Linked DNA regions of Zea mays: region 1 is linked to region 2. The links are chromatin contacts, called in public Hi-C maps. All regions are on one chromosome and are shown on one strand. Each heading gives the region's core, a stretch centred on a gene start, on an enhancer-like site or on the middle of the called end of the contact. The rest is flanking DNA. Distances are from core to core; before and after follow the strand shown. Region 1 holds the start of LOC542726 (ribosomal protein13). Region 2 holds the start of LOC100276696.

The links. Hi-C and Micro-C count contacts between places; a contact is called where the count stands out from the background.
Region 1: a Hi-C map of ear shows a contact between it and region 2, with 2.8 times the contacts expected there. The contact joins the promoter of LOC542726 here to the promoter of LOC100276696 in region 2. A contact is called at or near these places in 3 of 25 Hi-C or Micro-C datasets (ear, endosperm and tassel).

Annotation. Positions count from the first base shown.
Region 1 is chr4:39,627,110-39,631,127 of Zm-B73-REFERENCE-NAM-5.0, reverse strand. LOC542726 (ribosomal protein13) reads right to left here and starts at 1,300. Exons shown (of 5, transcript NM_001112238.3): 1 at 1,184-1,300; 2 at 1,015-1,087; 3 at 767-905; 4 at 348-534. The coding sequence starts at 1,206.
Region 2 is chr4:39,428,871-39,432,865 of Zm-B73-REFERENCE-NAM-5.0, reverse strand. LOC100276696 reads right to left here and starts at 2,077. Exons shown (of 7, transcript NM_001150423.1): 1 at 1,959-2,077; 2 at 423-962; 3 at 49-215. The coding sequence starts at 942.

The DNA of each region.
Region 1 (4,018 bases), core at 51-2,550, 200 kb before region 2:
CACATAAGCACACTTCAACATGTCTAAGCTAGCATTAAAGTCAAATAGTATGTATTTTGACAATTTATCTGGTGCTCACAAAGACTACAATCAGAACAACAGTGAAATAGTAAACACGATTGCCTAAACCTCCGCCCTTGTAGATACAACAGAGCCCATGATATGCATATCTAGCTTCAGTTGATTAGAATAAAAGCATACCACACACAACTAATGTGTCTAGAACAGCTCCTATGTAGTATTGGTGCACATTGACTCTCACATCAAACACATGATACAAATCACCAAGATAACTGACAGTTCGCAACTCCATGGTTGAGGCAAGGAATGGGTTCTGGTTGACTTACTACTTCCAGGTGGGTGGAAGCTTCTTTGTGCGCTTGTAGTAGCGGGCAAGGCGGTGGATCCTGCTCTCCACAAGAATGAGCCTGAATTTAGAGTCTTTGTCCTTCCTGTTCCTCTCAAGGTGCTTCCTTATCGCCACCGCCTTCTTGATGAGGAAGTACAGGTCCTCGGGGATTTCTGGTGCCAGCCCTACACGTGCACATGAAACATGATTACAGTACAAATCACAAAATACCGACAAGCCGAGGTGGAGCTTCATTAGGGCCATGACCCCTCCTGGTTTTGCAATTCTATAAAGGATGCTTCCGTATCTTGGTATATTTTCCTGATGAAGGTTTAGATTTGCCAGCCTCACACTCACTGTACCTCAGGCTTCGCCACTGGCAACATGTGAATCGAGCGATAGGGATGTAGTTCTCACCATGGGCCTTGAGGATGCGGAGGATCTTGCTGCCGGTGACGCTCTTGACAAGGGGGATACCGTGCTGGTCACGGAGCAGGACGCCGATCTGCGACGGCATCTGTCCCTTCTTCGCTGCCTTTGTGATCATCTCCTCCACCTACCAGGCGATGAACACACGTCAGCGAACCAAATCCGCAATCCCAACAATAGCGGAACCAGACGACGGCCGAATGCAATGGAGTCGAAGGAGAGGAGAAGGCTCTCACGTCGGAGGCAGCGGTCTTGAGCCAGGTAGGAGGCGTCCTCTTGTAGGGAAGCGCCGACGATGAGATACCCTTCCTGCGTCACGGAGCCACGCAGCCGCCATCAGCACACAGATTCACCACACTAGAAGCAATAGCACCAGTGTTACGAGGACGAGGACGGGAGGGTTACCCGCGGCTGTGCATACGCCCCATGGCGGCGGATTGGTGTCTACCTCAGGCGACGGCGGGGCGGGGGCTTGATGCGGCGGCGGCGGCGGCGGAGGAGCGAGGGCGAGAGGAAGCGCGTAGCAGCCTAGGGTTTGGAGGCGCTACTTATAGTGCGCGGCGGCGCTGAGGATTTTCGCTAGGGCTCCGACGTTTCGTGCTGGGCCGCTTGTTGGGCTTCGCCCATGGGCTCGGGACGTTTCGGCCCGGTACACGTTTACTGAAGCTTTTTCTGATGGAATTTCATTATTTTGTTTTGTGGTATAAGATAAAACATCTCAGAAATTGGCTTGTTTCTGCTTTAGGATTTGGACTTGTGATATATGTTTTGGAAATGTTCTGGAACAAGAATTTGCGTGTTGTTTTTTTCCATTAGTGGGCTCTTTGGTTCAACCAGCAAAAGATGAGCGCGACGGATGAGTATCTTTCAGATAAGATCAATAAGGTCGCTCAAAATCACTGTGGAAAACGCACAAGCTTTTATGTAATACTCCTTCTGTTCTAATTTATAATTCGTTTGATTTTTTACAAAGTTTGACCATCTCATTTTATTCATTTTTTTGCAAAAAAAATTTAAAGCTAGGCTTTAATTATATTATAGAGTAGACGATATCATAGTAAAAAATAATAATTATTATGAATTTTTTTAATAAGACGAACCCGTCAAACGAACTATAAATTAGAACAGATGGAGTATCTGAAACATTTCTTTCAGAGCATTGCTGAGCAAAGGGAAACTCAAATATTCGACCGATTCAAAAACAGTGATACAGAGAGTGTTCATGGTAACCTTTTAGCGAAGGTGCAAAAGCTTTTTTCATTATTGTAACATGTTATCTAAAAGCTTTTCACAGGGAAACCATGGGAGTAAGGTATTTGCAATAAAAGGCTACCCTAAACTTGAGAGAGTACGTGAAACAGCGTGCATTATTTCTCCATTGGTAAACTGGCATTGTCTAGATTAGGGCTGGTCATTCGGTCGGGTAATTTGGTTCGGTCTATTCGGGTTTGTGAAATTTCGGGTTGTGAAAAATGAAAACCGAAATTTTCAAAAAAAAATAGAAATCAAACCTGAATAGACTCACAATTTCGGTTCGGTCTATTCGGTCCACCGAATCGACCCAAATTGTAGAGAGATTAGTATGTTTTGTTAAAATATATATAACGAATAATTAATTAAAAGTACTATTATTACAACAAGTGACTATAAAAATTAGCATACAAAGATATATATACTATCTTTAAGATGATATCATTATTTTTAGCTAATAAGTTCATAAATCATATAATAATAACATTACATATTAAGAGCTTTTTAATATCTCGGGTTATTCGGTCTATTCGGGTTTTAAAGGTTAGGAACCGAACTCGAACTCATACCCCGAAATATAGCACATATGATAGTAGACGCGGCCCGATCTTCAGTGAGATACGATAACTCGATTGAGTGGAGATCTCGACGTTGATGATCCAAGGCTACGAGCGAACGGTTCCTCGCAATCACTACACCACGGCTCCGTTGGTTATCACCCGTGACACACGAATGACCTCACCACGAAGGCTTATCCCTGCAAGCGTAATAAAAAACACAAGCAAGAACAGGAAAGAAACGCAACCAAAATTGTATTGATTACGGGATGGGGTCTCACAAACCGATGACAGCGATATTGTTTGATGACAAAATTGATCTAAGCAAAACTCAAACCTAAATATGGCGGCGACTGCTGAATAAATAGAGTATTAGTGCGTGCGTGACCTCTAGACTCGCCCCTAATGGGCTCCGACGCGATACACGGCCCAACAGGCGATGTCGCAGCACCAAAACAGAATCTGAACGCTGACTTGTTTCGACGATTCCTGTTGACTCCGGATGAATTTTAGGGTGGAACCAGTTGGATTGGTTAGATAATCTCCTTATCTTTCCAACCATATCAAGTTCGTCGCAATCGGAGTCCGGATGCATCCTGGGCGTCCATTTAGTGCAGACTGGTCCTGGAACCCGAGATGGAGTCGCAGCCGAGTCGGACTTGATCTCCTTCTTGTTGTGGCCGCCCTTGCTGCTGCTCCTCAACACCTTGTCCTTTCTCAAGTCCTTGTTGGTCCTCTCCAAGGTACCTAATCATCAAAACATCTATGACCCCAAGCGTAAGCTCTGAAACACAATTGACTAGGGTAGAACGTACCTGGAGATTTAGCTGTCGTGCACGAGATCGTTTTATCGGTCCATTCATTGTATATATAGAAGTGATGTCCTCATCATCCTTCTCCTCTTGAATTGGAGTCGTTCTCAACTCGATCTCATCTTCGTCACCCATATATGGCTTTGTCGGGGACCATAATTAGGGGTACTCTCAAGACGCCTAATTCTCAGCTGGTAACCCCCATCAGCATAAAGCTGCAGAGGCCTGATGGGTGCGATTAAGTCAGGGATCAGTCCATACGAGCGACTCGATCACGCCTCGCCCGAGCCTAGCCTCGGGCAAGGGCAGCCGACCCCGAGGGGTTTCCGTCTCGCCCGAGGCCCCCCCTTTTAACGGCGGACACATCTCCGGCTCGCCCGAGGCCTTGCCTTCGCTAAGAAGCAGCCCTGACTAAATCGCCACGCCGACCGACCGAGTTGCAGGAGCATTTAACGCAAAGGTGGCCTGACACCTTTATCCTGACACGCGCCCTCCGGCAGAGCCGAAGTGACCGCCGTCACTTCGCCGCTCCACTGACTGGTCTGACAGAAGGACAGCGTCGCCTGCGCCACTCCGACTGCAGTGCCACTTGACAGAGTGAGACTGACAGGCAGTCAGGC
Region 2 (3,995 bases), core at 828-3,327:
CCTACAAATATACAGATGAAAAAAATAGCATTCATGAGATATACTTACTCCATCTGCACCAGTCCTCCTAGTTGTTGAAGATGTATAACATGCTCCATTTGGACCACCATATGTAACAGTTGAACTCTGAAACATAAATGTCTGAGGCTGTGGACGTGATGTGTTAACTCTGCTGAACTCCCTCCCAAATTGTCCATGCTTAGGTCTTTTATTATCTGCTAAAAAATGTGTATGCATTAGTAGCCTCCACTTGTAATGTGAATTCTTTACACCATACACTGAGAGGATATTCTAAAAATATACTCTGCTAAACAGAATAAAATAGCATGTTAGCCTGTCACCGTAAATGTAAATTCAAATGATTGCTTAATGCAAACATGAACAATGAATAGTAAGATGCCCAATAGGATACATGAACTGACCTTCTTCATCATCTGGGTCCTCCACATATGGCTCTTTGCTTTCCCTTTGATGCTTCCTAAAGTTACCATTCTTCTTCTCGCCTTCTTCATCATCATCTACATCATCCTCATCATCTGAAGATAACTCCTTGATAATTGGCCCTTTAGGCCTGCTTGGTTCAGGGGCCTGCTGAATGAAACCACTGCCATTGCTGATACCTTGACCGAGATGTGTCTGGCTTCCAAACATGCCTCCATTGAGATTGCCATGGGGCGCAAACATACTTGGTCCAAGCAAGCTAGGTTGCACCATGCTGCCGAAGGGGTTCATGAAGCTAGGTTGCATCATGCCGCTGAAAGGGGCTGAGAAACTAGTCTGCATCATGCTACCAAAGGGGTTTGTGAAGAAAGGGTCGTCAAAGGGATTTGCGCCACCAAAAAAACCAGGCATAAGGCTCCCTGGTTGTCCAAAGCCACCGGAACCACCAGAAGGGTCCCCGAAACCGAATAAGCCCTGCCTCCCACCTCTTCCCCCTTGCATCTTCTGTTACAGCACCTTACCTAATACAGGCAACATGTGTTAAACAATCGTGTGTCGTGTAGACAGTAAGATAACAGTCGCATAACTCCAGCCTGAGCTCCAGCTCAAAAATCATCAATTCACATGGACAAGTGGCAGCATGGTCCAAATAGGTAAATATATAGCAAACCATAGTGTTAATAACTGAAAATTGCAACATCACACAATCAACTGGAGTCCAGATACTCCTTGTCCCAAGACCAACCTTCATGAATTAGGGGATGAAACATGGCGCCCAAAAACTCATTGGCAGCAATGACATTAACTCTACAATATCATATCTGCAGTAAACCAGTGCTGGAAGAGTGGCAGCTATCCATTTCGAGGAAGCAGACCTACAGCCGGAGGCGGAGCTTAATTAAGAGCAAGCTGCCCAACGTAATTTTCACTGTCTATCTATACGGTAATTTTTGGTACTGTTTATCAATGTTTAGTGATCAATTACTTAGGCTTTCTTCCCCACCACCAAAATGCCCATACAGCAGCTAAGCTAGACAGGCGAAACTATCCCTCCCTCGTCAACCCAGTGCCGGTGAAACGCAGAGCAGAGAACACATGACTTCGTACGCATCCAACATCGCCTTCGGACACCCTACGACCACGCATAAATAAAGTAATTCCCCCGACATGCGCTAGTAGTCTACTACCAGTGCCATCACCCAGACATCATAGGAAATCACACAGTATGTGCCTCGGGCATCAGACGACAAGCAGATACCATGACAAACCTCTGCTTTCCGCAAGGACAGCACTAGCCGTACGCAGTTGGTTTTCTCTACCCGAAAAAAAACAAAATCGAAATGATCACAGAGCCAGAGAAGCGGACGGACCCAGCGTCGCTCGGCACGTCGGACTCGAAACGGACGATCCCTCACTACAGAAAAACGTCGCGCAGATCACCGAGACTTGCACGAACAAGCAACCGAAATCATGGGGCAAATCGCATAGACGGGGCCGGGGAAATCAAAGAGACAGACCTGAAATCTCTGGGGCGCGCGAAGGGATCCGTCCGATCGGACCAGACGGTAGCTCTCAAGGTCTGGGGAATGGCGAACGCGAGCAAGGCAGCGGTTGGGCGAGGCAAAGGTGTGCCCGTGTGGAGCAGCGGTGGAGGTGGAGCCGTGGAGGCGGAGATGAAGGAACCGGAAGGGAGAGTTCCAGAAGGCTAGAAGTGGGCGCCGGCCCATTGAGCCCCAGTTATGCTAGACCCGCATGTATTGGCCCACACTTTGTGGATCAGGTTACTTACATTCACGGCTAAGCCCATGCGGCCCGGTTCTTCTTCTGGTTTCCACTGTTGCGACTGTTGAGAACTACGTTACCACGGATCACCAGATCCGCTCCCTTCTCTCCCGCCAGCAGTAGAGGCGCAAGAAGATGTAGAGAACCCGTCTCCCTTCCCATAAGCACGACAGAGGAAACACACGAGACACTGGATATATGGTTGGGCCTCTGGCCTCTTTCTGATCTCTGTATTATGAGGGGGTGTACAGGTTCCTTATATAGAGATGTGAGACCCATCAGGGGCAAAGTCGGTATTTGCCCACATAACCCTAACTAGGGTTACTTAACACTCCCCCTTGGACGAATACCGCGACCAACACATGCCTCGTTAAAACTCCGAAAAACCCAGTGGAAAAAATGTGGAGAAAGAGTGCATGGTGATACAAATTGCATTTGCACTTTGTTGCCTCGTTAAAAACCTCATGTGAGAAACTTCAAGAAAACTCACCAAGGGAAAAAGAGTACAACAACTGTCACCGGGACAGATTTCGATCATTTGGGATCTAGATTCTATCGAATCTTCTACAAGGGCTAACTTTAGAAATATGCTCCCCCTGATCCTTGCAAAACCATATCAATAAGGCAAAACATCTTCTTCTAGAAGTATATGCACATAAAGATTTAGCAAACGGATTGCATATCCTTGCAAGGACTATTTCAGGAACTTTACCTCTACTCACTTCTAGGATATACGAGGTAAGTGCACGTATCAATATAAATAAGCCACTTTGATTGATGGTGTTCGATCGACTAGATCTATATATATGATAGAAAGTTCCATAAAGGTTCACATATTGATCATCAAGCTCACGCCTTCAGGGCATAGAATATGACAATTATTGTCTCACGGTTGTGATCAATATAAGCATTCGCTCCCCCTGACGATGACATCTGTTAAAGTCGTTATCCCTCATAATTCAAGCATATTCTTCAAGATATATATCTCATTGTTCATCTGGAATAACGAGAATGGATGAGGTTGGGGTGCTATCATTTTCTATCTTACACCACAATTTATACATAGTTGTGCAAAGCCAATAACATGTCCTTCAATAGGACTTAGGGGATAATATAGTTGCAATAGTACATATTCTAAATATGACACATCGCTCGAGGCGTTCATCCATTGCAACATCTATGATGGTGTCACAAAAGTCCATCTAAGATCGTAATCCATGAGGGATTTTTCATCGATCAGATACATCGTTATAGTCTGTCATTCTGGCACAATGGGGATATTTTGCCAGTAACACCTAAACCTTATAAGTTTCTGCCATCAGGGCTTTAGAGGATACCGTAATTCCACATCTAGTAGAAATTACCATGAGTAAAACTCATGGAATGCACATGTGCTTATTCGATGAACTTCAAGTCCTTTGGTACCTCATCTTATTCCTTTTCGGGTCTGTATGGGTCTTTATCCCTTTATAGGGATTATCAAACTTTGGTGTTCAACACAGACTTTGTTTCTTCTGGATAGGTTCCATCTGAGAACGATAGTCTCAACTAGGAGATATTCTCCCTACATAGGAGAGTGATCATTCATCAGGAATGTATTATTCGGTATGAGATTTATATGTTGCATATTTATAATTCAAATATATGAGTCCTCCTAGGATCTCATGACGGATCTTTAGAATCCTATTAACTGCATATTTTAATTCATGCCATTTGCCAGATATATTATATAGCGGAATAGTGTTTATTCAACACATACGTGGGATGGGTCT